3 separate regions of the Sus scrofa genome follow, and all the other regions are linked to region 3. Evidence: chromatin contacts called from public HiChIP or PLAC-seq data. All regions are on one chromosome and are shown on one strand. Each heading gives the region's core, a stretch centred on a gene start, on an enhancer-like site or on the middle of the called end of the contact. The rest is flanking DNA. Distances are from core to core; before and after follow the strand shown.

Region 1 (3,703 bases), core at 286-2,785, 140 kb after region 3:
TGTAACAACCAGCTCTCTGGGGAGCAGGGTGTGTGTAGGGGGTGTGTGTGGAAAGACTTGTTTTGCAGGACTTGCCAATTTCCATGGTGTAAATATTCCTTTCATGGCTCAGTTCAAGCTACCAAGGTGACGCTACTGAAAGCGTTTGTCAGGGAAGAGAGGAGCAGTCACCCCTTAGTTTCACTGGGCAGATACGATAGATGCAAATAACCTCAAGATCACACATGATAGTAAAACGTAGTAAAATAATTAGGATGTGATGAGTATTTATTACCTTTGTTTTAAATATTTAATTGTATGTTTGCATGATTTATTTTTAAATAATGGCCGTTTAACCACCGGTTCCAAAACTCCTGAGATTTCAAAACAATCAGCTTGCTTGGGGTGGCTCCAGCACACTGCTGTTGTTGTCACGCCCATTTCTTAGAACGGGAAACTGAGGCTCAGGAAGTTGTTCGAACAGAAAGGGACAGACAGGGCATAGATCCCAAGCCAGGACTTGGCCATGCCTCCCTTTCCTTCATCCCACACTGGTCCAGAGGGTGGTCCCCACGAGATCATGTGACCTCAGGAAAGCCTTTGCCCTCTCTGTCCTCAGTTGGCCCATCCAGAGAGTGGCCCGCTCTGAGGTGAATACTTGCCTGGGGTTCGTGTGCACCAGCTTCAGCCCTTGGGGGAAGGTAACATGTTGGTTCCCCGCCCTCACTTTATAGACTGGGAAACTGAGGCGTGGAAAGATCAAATCCCTGCCAAGAGTTAAATACGTGGACAGAGTCCTGGAACCCCAGCTCCGGTGCAGAGGAGAGGAGGCTGCAGCCCACAACCTCGGGGTCTGGAGTTTTCTGCGAGCTGGGAGGCAGCATTGCTGGAGAGGTTGGTCACCCTTCCCCAGTGGCTCCGCCCAGACACCATTCCCCCCAGCACCCTTAGCCCTTGGTCCCCAGAGCTTCCCGGACTGGGGAGGAGGGGACTGGGAGGGAGAATGTGGACAGCGCCGCCTGCCGGGTTCTTGCCTCTGGGGGGATTCTCGGTCTATTTCTGTCGCTTTATCTCCATTCTCTTCACCGGTCTCTGCATCCCTGTCTCTGTCTCCGCGTGCGAGTCTCTCAGTCTTTGTCGCTCTCTGTGTCTCTGTCTCTCCTTCTGTCTCTCTGTATGTGCCTCTCTTTCCCTACGTTTCTCCCTCTTTCTGCCTTTCTCTTTTTGTCTCTCCATTCCTTGAATGTCTTTCCATCTCTTTGTGTCTCTGTGTTCCCCCTACCCCTGTCTCTCTGTCTTTTTGTCTCTGCGTCTGTCTCTGCCTCTTTCAGTATCTTTCTGTGCGCCTCTGGCTCTCTGCCTTGATGTTTCTCTCCCCTTCTCCTCCGATGAGTCTGTACTCTCCCGTGAGAACAGACTCCCCGAGAACGCGCCCAGACGTGCCTCCGCCCCCAGAGCCCCCCGGCCGGTCGGGGCCTGCGCCTTTAAGTGCTGGCGGCAGGGGGCGGGGTCTCGGCAGCCCCGCCCTGCCCGCCCCTCCCCCTGACGTCCCTTCCTCCCCGGCCCCTCCACCGCCTCCCTCCGCCGCCGCCCGGGCCGGCTCCGCGCCCCCTCCCTGGCCCCCGCCCGCCGGCCTGCCCGCCGCCCCCATGGCGCCCCCAGCCCGAGCTGTGCGGGGCCACTAGGACCCTAGGCACCCCCTTCCCTCCCCCGCCCTGCCCCCTCTCCCACGGCGCGAACCCGGGTGTCCACGGCGCCCAGCTTTTGAGCTCGCGTCTCCAGGCCGGTGGGGGGGGAGGGGCAGAGAGGGGACCCCCCCCCGGACCCCCGCCCCCCCCCCGACCTGGCCGCCCAGTCCCCTGGGACCCGGAGAAAATGTCTTCGCGGACGGCGATGGCCCCGGGCAACGATCGGAACTCGGACACGGTGAGTGGGGCTCGGCCCCTTGGGGAGCCCCGGCTGGGTCCGGCCGCCGAACCCCTCGCCCTGCCGTGTCCCTCGCCGCGAGCGCCTACCCTCGTTTCCCCAGCCCAACCCCGCGCGCGCCACCTCCGACCCCCGCCTGGACTTCCAGGCCGCTCGACCCTCCCCCACTCCTCAGCCCAGCCCGACCCCTGGGGGCGCCCCTCTCCCGGGACCCCTCTCTTATCCCTTGCAGACCGCTTCCGCTCGGGTCTCTTCTCTCCAGGAAGCCCCCTCCCCTGCCTTCCAGGAGCCCCTCCCTTCTCCCGCAGGTTCCTAAGCCCCTTCCCCTCCAGGCCTTCCGCATCGGACAACTGGCCCCCTCTCGGGTGTGCCGGGCTCCTGACCCCAAGGCCCAGCCCGGCCCTCTCTGGGAAGGCCTGGCTCCGTCCTGCCTCTGCCTCTGGCCTTCCCTGTCTGGACCTGGGTGGCGGGCGCCCCAGGATCTCCCCCCCACCACCCTGTCTCTCATTCCCAGCCTTTCGCCCCTCGGAGATCCCCTCCTGGCTCCTGTGGGCTCCCCCTCACAGGAAACCGGTTCCACCTTTCCTGGGCCCAGGGCCCTTCTAGCTTGTTCAAGGTCTCTCCACTTCCAGGCCTGGTCCCCATCTTCCAAGCAGCCCTGTCCATGGATTCCCAACACCTCTGGTCCCCACAGATCCCCCCAGACCCGCTCTGGTCTCTTGCTCTCCCAGGAAGCCTTGGCCTCCAACTCCAGGCCCCCAGCTCAGTCTTGGATTTCTAGGCCCTGGACTAGACGGACTCCAGGCCTCATGCTCCCTGTATCAGCTCCTCCACTTCAGGCAAGCCTCCTCCCGGTGCCCCTGGCGCCCCCGGCCCCTTGACCCCCCTCCTAGGCCAGGCCCCTCCTCACAAGACACCGCCTCATGCCTTAGAGCCCCAGGCCCCTATCCCTTCTGCTGCTCCAGGGCCTCCGTCTTCCTTGCCAGGGGTCTGGCCTCCCAGTGAAGCCCCCTCCTCAGCTTCAGAGTCCTTCCCCAGCTCCCAAGGCCTGACCCTGGATGCTTTTTCCAGAAGACTCCTGGACTCGAAGCCTCTGCTTTTGCCCTGGCTCTAGGCCCTTTCTCTTGGGGTCTGTTGGCTGGAAGCCTTCTCCCCAAGTTTCTAGGCCTCTTGACCCCCCGCCCCCACCAGGCTCTGTCTTTATTCCTTTGACCTGTTCCTTATCCTGGAAGCCCCTTCCCCAGGATTTCAGGCCCCTGAACCTCTCTCTGGTTCCAGGGACTGCTCCTAGGAACCCCCTTCTTTGACTTCTAGGAGTTTCCTCAAGACCCAGACCCCTGGCTCAGGTATCTTTAGCCCCTGACTTCCACTGTCCCATGGCTTGGACCCCTCCCACTGTTCCCAGGCACCCCTGTCCCTCCACCACAGCCCAGAACAATCCCAGAGAGACCCTCCCCTCATTCCCCTGATTTCTGATTACTCTCAGCGCTTCTAAAGACCCTCCCACCAACCAATGCCAGACTCCTCCCCAGCTGGGGTCTTTGTCCCATTCCCCCAGGCCTCTGCTGGGCCCCTGCCAATCCCCAGCCACCCTCACCCCAGATGCCCACCAGATCGATTTATCTCTGCCCCTTCATCTTGCTGGACTCCCCCCTCCCCTCCCCAGAGAGCCGCCATCACCACCCCCATTGCCACCCGTCACACTATAAGCCAGGCTCTGGTTTGGAGTCTCCCATGAGAAGCCCGCCTCTGGCCCCCGCCCCCCCACCCCACCCCAGTCACTCGAGGAAGTGGCAGG
Region 2 (3,727 bases), core at 506-3,005, 210 kb before region 3:
AGGGGGACGTTCCTTTTGGTAAAGCAAGAAGTTCCCAGGCATCTGCCCCCAGCTGATCAGTTTTCATTCAGATGAACAGGAACCGAAGGATTTCAGGAGCTCAGTGGCATCCCCTCCCTCTGGCCTCCTGCTTCCCCCCCTCACCCCTACACGCTGGGTGGCCTCACCAGCTCCCCGCCACCTCCGCAGCCCAAAGAATGTGAAGAGGTAGGTGGGGGTGGGGAGAAGCGGGAGCCTCTGAGGAGAGACAAAGGGGCCGAGTCAGAGCGAGAGACAACAAAGACGCAAGGAGGCTGGAAAGATAAGAGAAGTGGGACAAGGACGCGGGGAGGGACCAACGGTGTCTGGAGGCCCTAGCCGGGCGGCAGGGCCAGCGGAATGCGGGGGGCTGGTCTGTGCTGCCCCCTGGCGGGCGGCCGCGGAAAGGAACTGGTGAGGACCAGACACCCGAGAGGACTGGGGGATGCGGAGAGGGAAGGGAGGTTAAGAGAGACGCAGAGAGAAACAAGAGACACGGAAAGAGACACCGAAACACCCATTGAGACATAAGGACAGAGACAGACACAGAAAGAGGCAGAGAGACACAGATAGGAACACATAGAGGAAGACAGAGACCCAGAGACGCAGACAGAGACAAAGGGATGGAAAAGAGACAAGGATCAAGTGACACAGAAACAGCAATAGAAAGACACCAGAAAGAAAGAGACCAGCTACACAAAGTGACAGCGAAACGTGAAGACTGAAAAACCCAGAGATAGAGAAACAGGGACGGAAAAAGAAAGGCAAAAAATAGACACAAAGAGACACTAAAAGAGAAATTTAAAAAGAAACGATGCAGCGACTCCTAGAGTCCCAAGCAGAGATTAGAAAGCGACGAGGACAGGCTGAGATGCGCACAGATACGAACGACAGTAGGCACGGGGTGAGAACTAGGGAATTCGAGAGGCAGGGAAGGGGGTGGGGACTCTGCGTGGGGGCGGGGTTCCAGGGGGGCGGGCCTATGAGAACCCACGCTCCTCACGCAGGTGTGACGAGAAGGCAGGGACTAAAACTGAAGGGGACGGGTTAGTCTTTGGGGCGGGGCCGAGGCCAGGACTGAGCTCCCGAGAAGGGGCGGAGAACGGGTGGGCGGGGTGCACCGCGAAAGGCGGAGCCTCACGGGGGCGGAGACAGCCGAAAGCTCCGACGCGTGCGTGACTACAGCGCCCCTTAGACAGGGGGCGGGGCACGAGGGCAACCTTGAGTAAAGGGGCGTGGCAATAACGCTAGGGGGCGGAGCTTGAACGCTGGGAGAGGGCAAAGATAGAATTCTGGGGCAAGGAGGCTGTGATCAAAGAACCCTGGGAAGGGCGAACTTGGAATCCTGGGGAGGAGCAGGAAGGGGAGGGAGAGGAATGCTGGGGGCGGGGCGGGCGTTGAATCCTGGGGAGGCGCGGACAGGGCCTCCCAGGAGGGGGCGGGTCAGAACAGCATGAGGGGGCGTGGCCGGAGCCTGGGATCGGGTCGGCTCTTGGGGGGAGGAAAGGGGTGGATCCTGTGACGTCAGCGAGTCCGAAGCCAGAAAGAAGCTAGGAACCGGGGGGCAACGAGCTGGAAGAGCCAGGCAGCGAGAGCCAAGCCGGGAGAAGAGAGCGCGGCAGGAACCGGCCGGGAGCCAGAGCCACCCAGGCACCTGGTCGTCCTCTCAACCGATTGGCGCTCGCAGAGTGGCCCTCAGGCCCCCGCCCGGTCCCGGTCCCCCTCCCCGGGCCCCCCATGGCCCGGGCCGCAGCCCTCCCGCCGTCAAGATTGTCGCCGCCGACGCTGCCGCTACTGCCGTTGCTGCTACTACTGCTCCGGGAAACCCGTGAGAAACCGCAGACGCCTCCCTGGCGCGCGCGAACCCCTCCCCTTCCCCACCCCAGCAGAGGGTCGAGATGATGAATCGAGACCCCCCCCCCCAATCTTTCCTTCTCCTGGAGTTGGGAGTCTGAGGCCTGGGGAGAATTGAGGGCAGGGAGCCAGATGCCGAGGTCCTCGAGAGGGGCGGGGAACTAGCACTTTGGGCCTCTTGGAGGGCCAAGAATGACAATTCGGGCGACCTGGGGAAGGGCCTGAGGGCTCCAATCCCGGGCCTCAGGATTCCCGAGGCTCTGACTCCCGGGCCCCAGAAAACCAGGGACTGGGGCTGACTCCTGGGCCTCAGAAAAATTAGAGGGTGAGAGCTCTGTCTCTTGGGTGCCAGGTAGTGTGAAGGCTAGGGGCTACGGACGCCGGGGTCCTGGTAGAGTTGAGGGCAGGAAGGGCTCAAACTTAGGAGTTCCGTGTGGTGAGCCGAGGGCTCTGTCTGCTCGGTGCCAGACAGAATTGGGAGAAGGGGAGGGCAAACGCCCTGTCTCCTGGGCTCCAGATTTAATTGTGGGGCATTGGAATGTCTCGTGAGATGCAGATACACATGTGGGCAGGAATCCCGACTCGGGTACTAGATAAAATGCAGGGCCTGAGGCCCTGCCTGGAAACTGGAGGCTCGGTGGGCTGTGTTTCAGGTAGACTAAGGAGGCCGAGTCCCGCCGGCCGGGACCCTTCCCGTTCCTTGTGAGCCGTCGGCGGGGAGGCCCCTAGGGAAGTTTTCCGGGTTTCACTTTGGGCGAGCCGGGCCGGGCCGGGCGGGGCCGGGCCGGGCCGGGCGGGGGCTCTCCTGGCTCCCGGTTCCAGACTCCCGGTTTCGGGACCTTATCTTTCCTGTAGTCGTGCCTTTGTCCTCGGAGCCGCTGCGGGGGGTGGACGGGAGGAGACGCCGCCCTAATCCCCCCTCTCTCTCCCTCCGCTCTAGCCCCCTCCTGTTCCCTCCACCTCCCAGAGGGGAGGGGCGCAGACCTAGGAGAGGGAGGGGCTGGGAGGAAACAGGTGAAGGAGGCTCCGGCCCCGCCCCTTGCAGGTGACTGGGCTGTTTATTCCCAGCTAGAAACTTAGTGTACTGGAGTTTCCCAAAGGTTTACCAGAAAGTGCGGAGGCAACTTGGGGAAGTTCTGGTCTTGCCTCTGGTCTTTTTTCCCAGCAGGTCTCTGAACTGTCTCCCAGATTCCACCTGGAGTCAGGGACTGCCGCTTCCATCACCTGCCTCTCCCTCTTGTGTGGGAGATAGGGAGATAAAGTCAGACCCCGCCACCTCTAGGAGAATGCTCAGAATCCACCCCTCCCCCCTTGCACCCGGTGGGGACTCGGTGCGTGGTCTTGTGGAAGGCGCCGGATCACCCCCAGGAGACAGGTTCAGTTCCTGTTCCCATTTTGCAGAGGAGGGAACAGAGTCTTAGAAAGGGCAAACCGCTTTCCCAGGATCCACAGCCACCTGCAGACTTGAGAGCCTTTCCCAGGATCCTCCAGACCCAGGAGGACCCAGCCTTCAGATGGCAGAGACACAGAAGAGACTTTGAGAACAGCACCACTCCCCCCGCCCCCCTCCTCCCGAGGGCTTCAGCAAGCGGCCCTGAGCCTCCATTTCCTCCTTAGCACAGCAGATATCATAGTTCTTTCCTGCAAGGCCATTGGGAGGATTTAGGGGTGGCACTTGATGGGGAGGTCTTCCCCTTTCCTGACCCTCCATCCTAGTGCTTTTGCTCTCTGCTCTCTCTCCCCTCCCTTTCTCCCTCCCTCTCCTCTCTCTCCCTCTGCTCCTTCCCTCACTCCCCCCCTTCTTCCTCTCTCTGTCTCTCACCCTCTCCCTCTCAGCTCCTCTGGCTCTCTAATC
Region 3 (4,037 bases), core at 629-3,128:
GCCAGGACGGGGAGGGCGCATCAAGGGAATGGGAGGATTGGACTCTCCTAGTCTCTGGGAATGGCTAGAGAGAACCAGATGCCCGGTTTGGGAGATTTGGATTTGATTTCTCTTTCAGGTAGGTGGGGATGGACAGGGGTAAGGCTCACATTGAGTCACATGGTCACTCACAAGCACTCCTCCTATTGCCTGGCTTCTGGGTAGGCCCATTCTCTTCCCAGTCCCTGCGGACTGGTCGGACCGTGTGTGGTGGCGCCACTGAGGAAAAGCAGAGGGGTTATGGGTTAGGGTGAAACTTCGCCCCCTCTTCATTTTGCCCCAGCTGTGTGGCATGGCAGGCCTCATCACTTGCTTAGCTTAGCCCCGTTACTTAGTAGTCTTCCAGCAGGTTTATTTATTTATTTTGTCTTTTTGCCTTTTCTAGGGCTCTTCCACGGCATATGGAGGTTCCCAGGTTAGGGGTCTAATCGGAGCTGTAGCTGCTGGCCTACGCCAGAGCCACAGCCACGCAGGATCCAAGCCGTGTCTGCGACCCACACCACCGCTCATGGCAAGGCCAGATCCTTAACCCACTGAGCGAGGCCAGGGATCACACCCGCAACCTCTTGGATACTAGTCGGATTCGTTAGCCACTGAGCCACGATGGGAACTCCTCAGCAGATTTACTTTAAAAAAGTAATTTCTACCCTCTTTATAGTCACATCAATTTAAACATGTAAGTGAAGGGATTCGCTGGTAACTCAATGGGCTGAGGGTCCCGGTTGTCGCTGCAGCGGCTCGGGTGTGGTATGGGATGGATTCCTGGCCCAGAACTTTAGGCGTGGCCAAAAGGAAAAAATGTAAGGGAAGGTTCCATTAAATATAGAGGAGATTCGCTTTGTCTGTCTTCAGTGGTGAAGCTGAATGGAGCACGTGGAGAACTTAAACTCCCATTTGTCCATTCACAACGCTACCTCTGGCGATTCCTGGGCCAGGGTTTCAAGTTGCCTTGGCAACGAGTCGCTTGCTCCTCCTCTTGTCCCCTTTTTTGGTTTTAGCCCCGCCCACCCACCCCTCCCCGCGGCTGGAAAGGCTGGCAGAGCATGACGAAAGTGCGAGAGCGAATATTAAGCGCCTGGATGAGCACTTGTGTGGGGGTGGCTTGAGTTCGTGCTAGTTTGCTACTGGCTCAGTAATCTACCTGGTCCATCGCCTGGTAGTTTGGGTGGCAGATTCGCCCCTTGCTTTTGGCATTTCTTCTTTGGTCTAGTTTTTAAAAAAATTAAATCAGAGCTGTAATATTTTAGTGTGGCTCATATTTTAGTTTTTAAATTTATTTTTTTCTTATTTTGGCCGCACCCGCACAGGCATGTGGAATTCCCTGGGCCAGGGATCGAGCCAGTGCCACAGCAGTGACCCAAGCCGCTGCAGTGACAACTCGGGATCTTTAACCCGCTAAGCCACAAGGAAACGCTTAGTTTTTAAATTTAAATTGTATTTTATACAACGCTATCCAAATACAGAGTTATTATTGAAACTGTAGTCTGCAAACAGAAGGCTAGAGACTAGCAAGTGGCGACGGGCTTGTCCCCAGGCAGAGGATCTTTCTGTCAGCATCCACAACCTGTACTCATATATTAACACAGTTCCTATCGCCTTTCCTTTCAAGTTCTCCACCCCTTCTCTCCTTATCGGTTGGCCCAGCCCCACCAAGCAGATGGCTTTTCTTTCTATCTACTCCGTTCCCTTCTCGGTTGCCTGAGCTCGTGACGAGAGAGGCCCGCGGGGGGCGGGAGGGGGCGGCTCGGGTTCGCGCTTGCGCGCTGCTCTGGGAGACGGCGTCCACCTCGCCCCGCCCCCCCGCTCTGCAGTTCCGGCTCTGCAGATTCACCGCTCACGCTTCTTTTTCCTGTGGCCCTTTCTGCCTTTTGTTTGCCCTTTAAACAACCCACTAGACAGCTCTACCTGAAAACAGCTTGAAGTGATTTTCTGCTTTTCTGAATACGAGACGGGTTCACAGGCCCTTAACGAAAGTGCGGCTGCGAACGAGCAGGCGCGCACGGGGCTCGGGGGAGGTGCGCCGGAGCTGCCGGCGGCGACGACTACGACGACCAGGAGAGCGGACGGAGGCGGCGCCTGAAGCAGTGGCGGAGCCCATGCCCCGGGACGGCGGGAGGGTCCGGAGAGACAAGTCCGGGGCCCGGGGCATGTCCCCGGGGCCCCCGTGAGGAGGTGGCGGCGATGGAGATCCCGCCGCAAGAGGCGCCGCCCGGGCCGGGCGCGGACGGCGAAACCGAGGAGGCCCCCGCCGAGGCCCGGTCTCCCAGCCCCGCGTCGCCCCCGGCCGACGGGCGCCTCAAGGCTGCGGCCAAACGCGTCACATTCCCCTCCGACGAAGATATCGTGTCCGGAGCTGTGGAACCCAAAGACCCCTGGAGACACGGTAGCTAGGGCTGGGGCGCGGGGGCGGGCTGGTGGGGGACCTGGGTGTCGGTGCAGCGCCCAGCACAGAGGTGGAGCTCAATAAGTTGCACCTAATGACGGTTTAAGGAGAGAGTTGTCAGTTTAGAGCTGGAGGGTGTTAGAGAGGAGGTGGCTCTTGGGTTGGGAAGGTGAGAAGTAGCTGGTTTATACCTGTTCCCCACGTCCCCACTCCAAGGGACGCTGAAGGCGATCGTTTTAGGAATTAAAACTGTGAGCAAGGGAAGAAAGTTTGGTGGCATGGAAAATTAGGAGGGCTTTGAGTTCGTAGTTCCCTCGAAGGAGGATAGAGCAGCTAGAGGAGGGAGAGTGGGTCAACATGGGCGTTGAAGGAGTTTGATGGGCCCATGGGGATGGAAAGAGGTTAAATCGCTGGCCTGCAAGCCTCAGGGCAAGGGGTGGTCTTGTTGCTCCCTTCCTTGGGTGAAAGGAGGAAGAGGAATAAACCTGGCCTATGGTTGTAGAGGAGTTAGTAAATCTGGGGGTTGAGAAGAGGGAATCAAGGTAAATAAGCTTCCTGAGAAGTAAATAAAGGAGCTGAGTTGCTGGTCAATTTGGGGTGGGAGGTGGGTGAGAGATAGTCAGAGGAGGTGTTTTGGATCTTGGCATTAGGAAGAAAAAGTTACTGCCTGCCTCCTCTTCCTCTCCCAAAAAAGGGAAGCAGAACATTGTCAGTCATTCAGGAACTGAGAAACTTTGGAGCCTGGCTCTAGAAGGATCTTTTTTTTTTTTTTTTTTTTTTTCCTTTCCTTTTTTCTCTTCCCTCTTGAGAAAGAGTTGGGGAATGGGAGATGCCGGTCAGTAGAAGGTGAGAGGGTTGAAGAAGTTTGGTGGCTTGAGATGTTGGGAGAGAGAGAGAGTGAGTGCCTGGGTTATAAGTCCTCTGGGGAAGGTCAACTCAGTGTTGGGACTGAAAGGACAGTTGGAGGGGTGTGTTTTATCCGTTGGGCTGGGAAGGTGGACAGTCGCTCCAGAGACGACTGGCAGTATCGAGTCCTGGAGAGGTGTGTCCGCCTTCTGGGATGGAGCCCACCAAGAGAGGGATTGGCCTGGCTGTGTGACTCTCCACAAGTCAGTCTGTTGGCCGTGGGGAGAGAGGAGGAACCGTTGCTAGTCTGTGGGCAGTGGAGGAATTGGTGGCTTTGATGCGAGAGTGGGAAATGTGGTAACTGGAAGCTGAACACACGCGGAGCCTCCATAAATGGCATCTTGGCCAGTTGTCAAAGAGGCGGAGGGCGATTTCAAGTTCTTGGCTTTGGGAGCCAGCCAAGCCCCTGTGCTCTCGCCCCGGGGATAGGTGGGATCGGGGGAGGGCTTGGAGGAGTGGGTCTGAAGGGGGATAGGTGGTCACTTTGGGGTTGGAGGGCTTGGAGAAGTGGGTCTGAAGAAGGGAAGAGTTGGAGTCGGCCCTGGTGGTAGCGTGGTATCCAGTCCAGGGAGTTCAGAGCCGGAGAGGCAGAGCAGGGCTCTGCTTCGAATCCTGACTCCCATTTACCCACTGCCTGACCTCAGACGGGTTATTTAACTCCTCGGAGCCCCAGTTTTCCCAAGTGTCGGTGGGAATACCCACGCCACGG

Evidence for each region. HiChIP or PLAC-seq counts read pairs in DNA pulled down with a chosen protein or histone mark.
Region 1: an H3K27ac HiChIP or PLAC-seq map of alveolar macrophages shows a contact between it and region 3. The contact joins the promoter of MARK4 here to the promoter of PPP1R37 in region 3. A contact is called at or near these places in 1 of 47 Hi-C or Micro-C datasets (embryonic fibroblasts) and 1 of 2 datasets of contacts at active chromatin or transcription factors (alveolar macrophages).
Region 2: a contact with region 3 is called in an H3K27ac HiChIP or PLAC-seq map of alveolar macrophages. The contact joins the promoter of NECTIN2 here to the promoter of PPP1R37 in region 3. A contact is called at or near these places in 1 of 47 Hi-C or Micro-C datasets (skeletal muscle) and 1 of 2 datasets of contacts at active chromatin or transcription factors (alveolar macrophages).

What each region holds. Positions count from the first base shown.
Region 1 is chr6:51,664,388-51,668,090 of Sscrofa11.1, forward strand. MARK4 (MAP/microtubule affinity-regulating kinase 4) reads left to right here and starts at 1,536. Exons shown (of 17, transcript XM_021094540.1): 1 at 1,536-1,905. The coding sequence starts at 1,855.
Region 2 is chr6:51,315,902-51,319,628 of Sscrofa11.1, forward strand. It overlaps NECTIN2 (nectin cell adhesion molecule 2), which reads left to right and starts at 1,756. Exons shown (of 6, transcript NM_001097494.1): 1 at 1,756-1,846. The coding sequence starts at 1,756.
Region 3 is chr6:51,521,080-51,525,116 of Sscrofa11.1, forward strand. It overlaps PPP1R37 (protein phosphatase 1 regulatory subunit 37), which reads left to right and starts at 1,879. Exons shown (of 14, transcript XM_021094533.1): 1 at 1,879-2,422. The coding sequence starts at 2,221.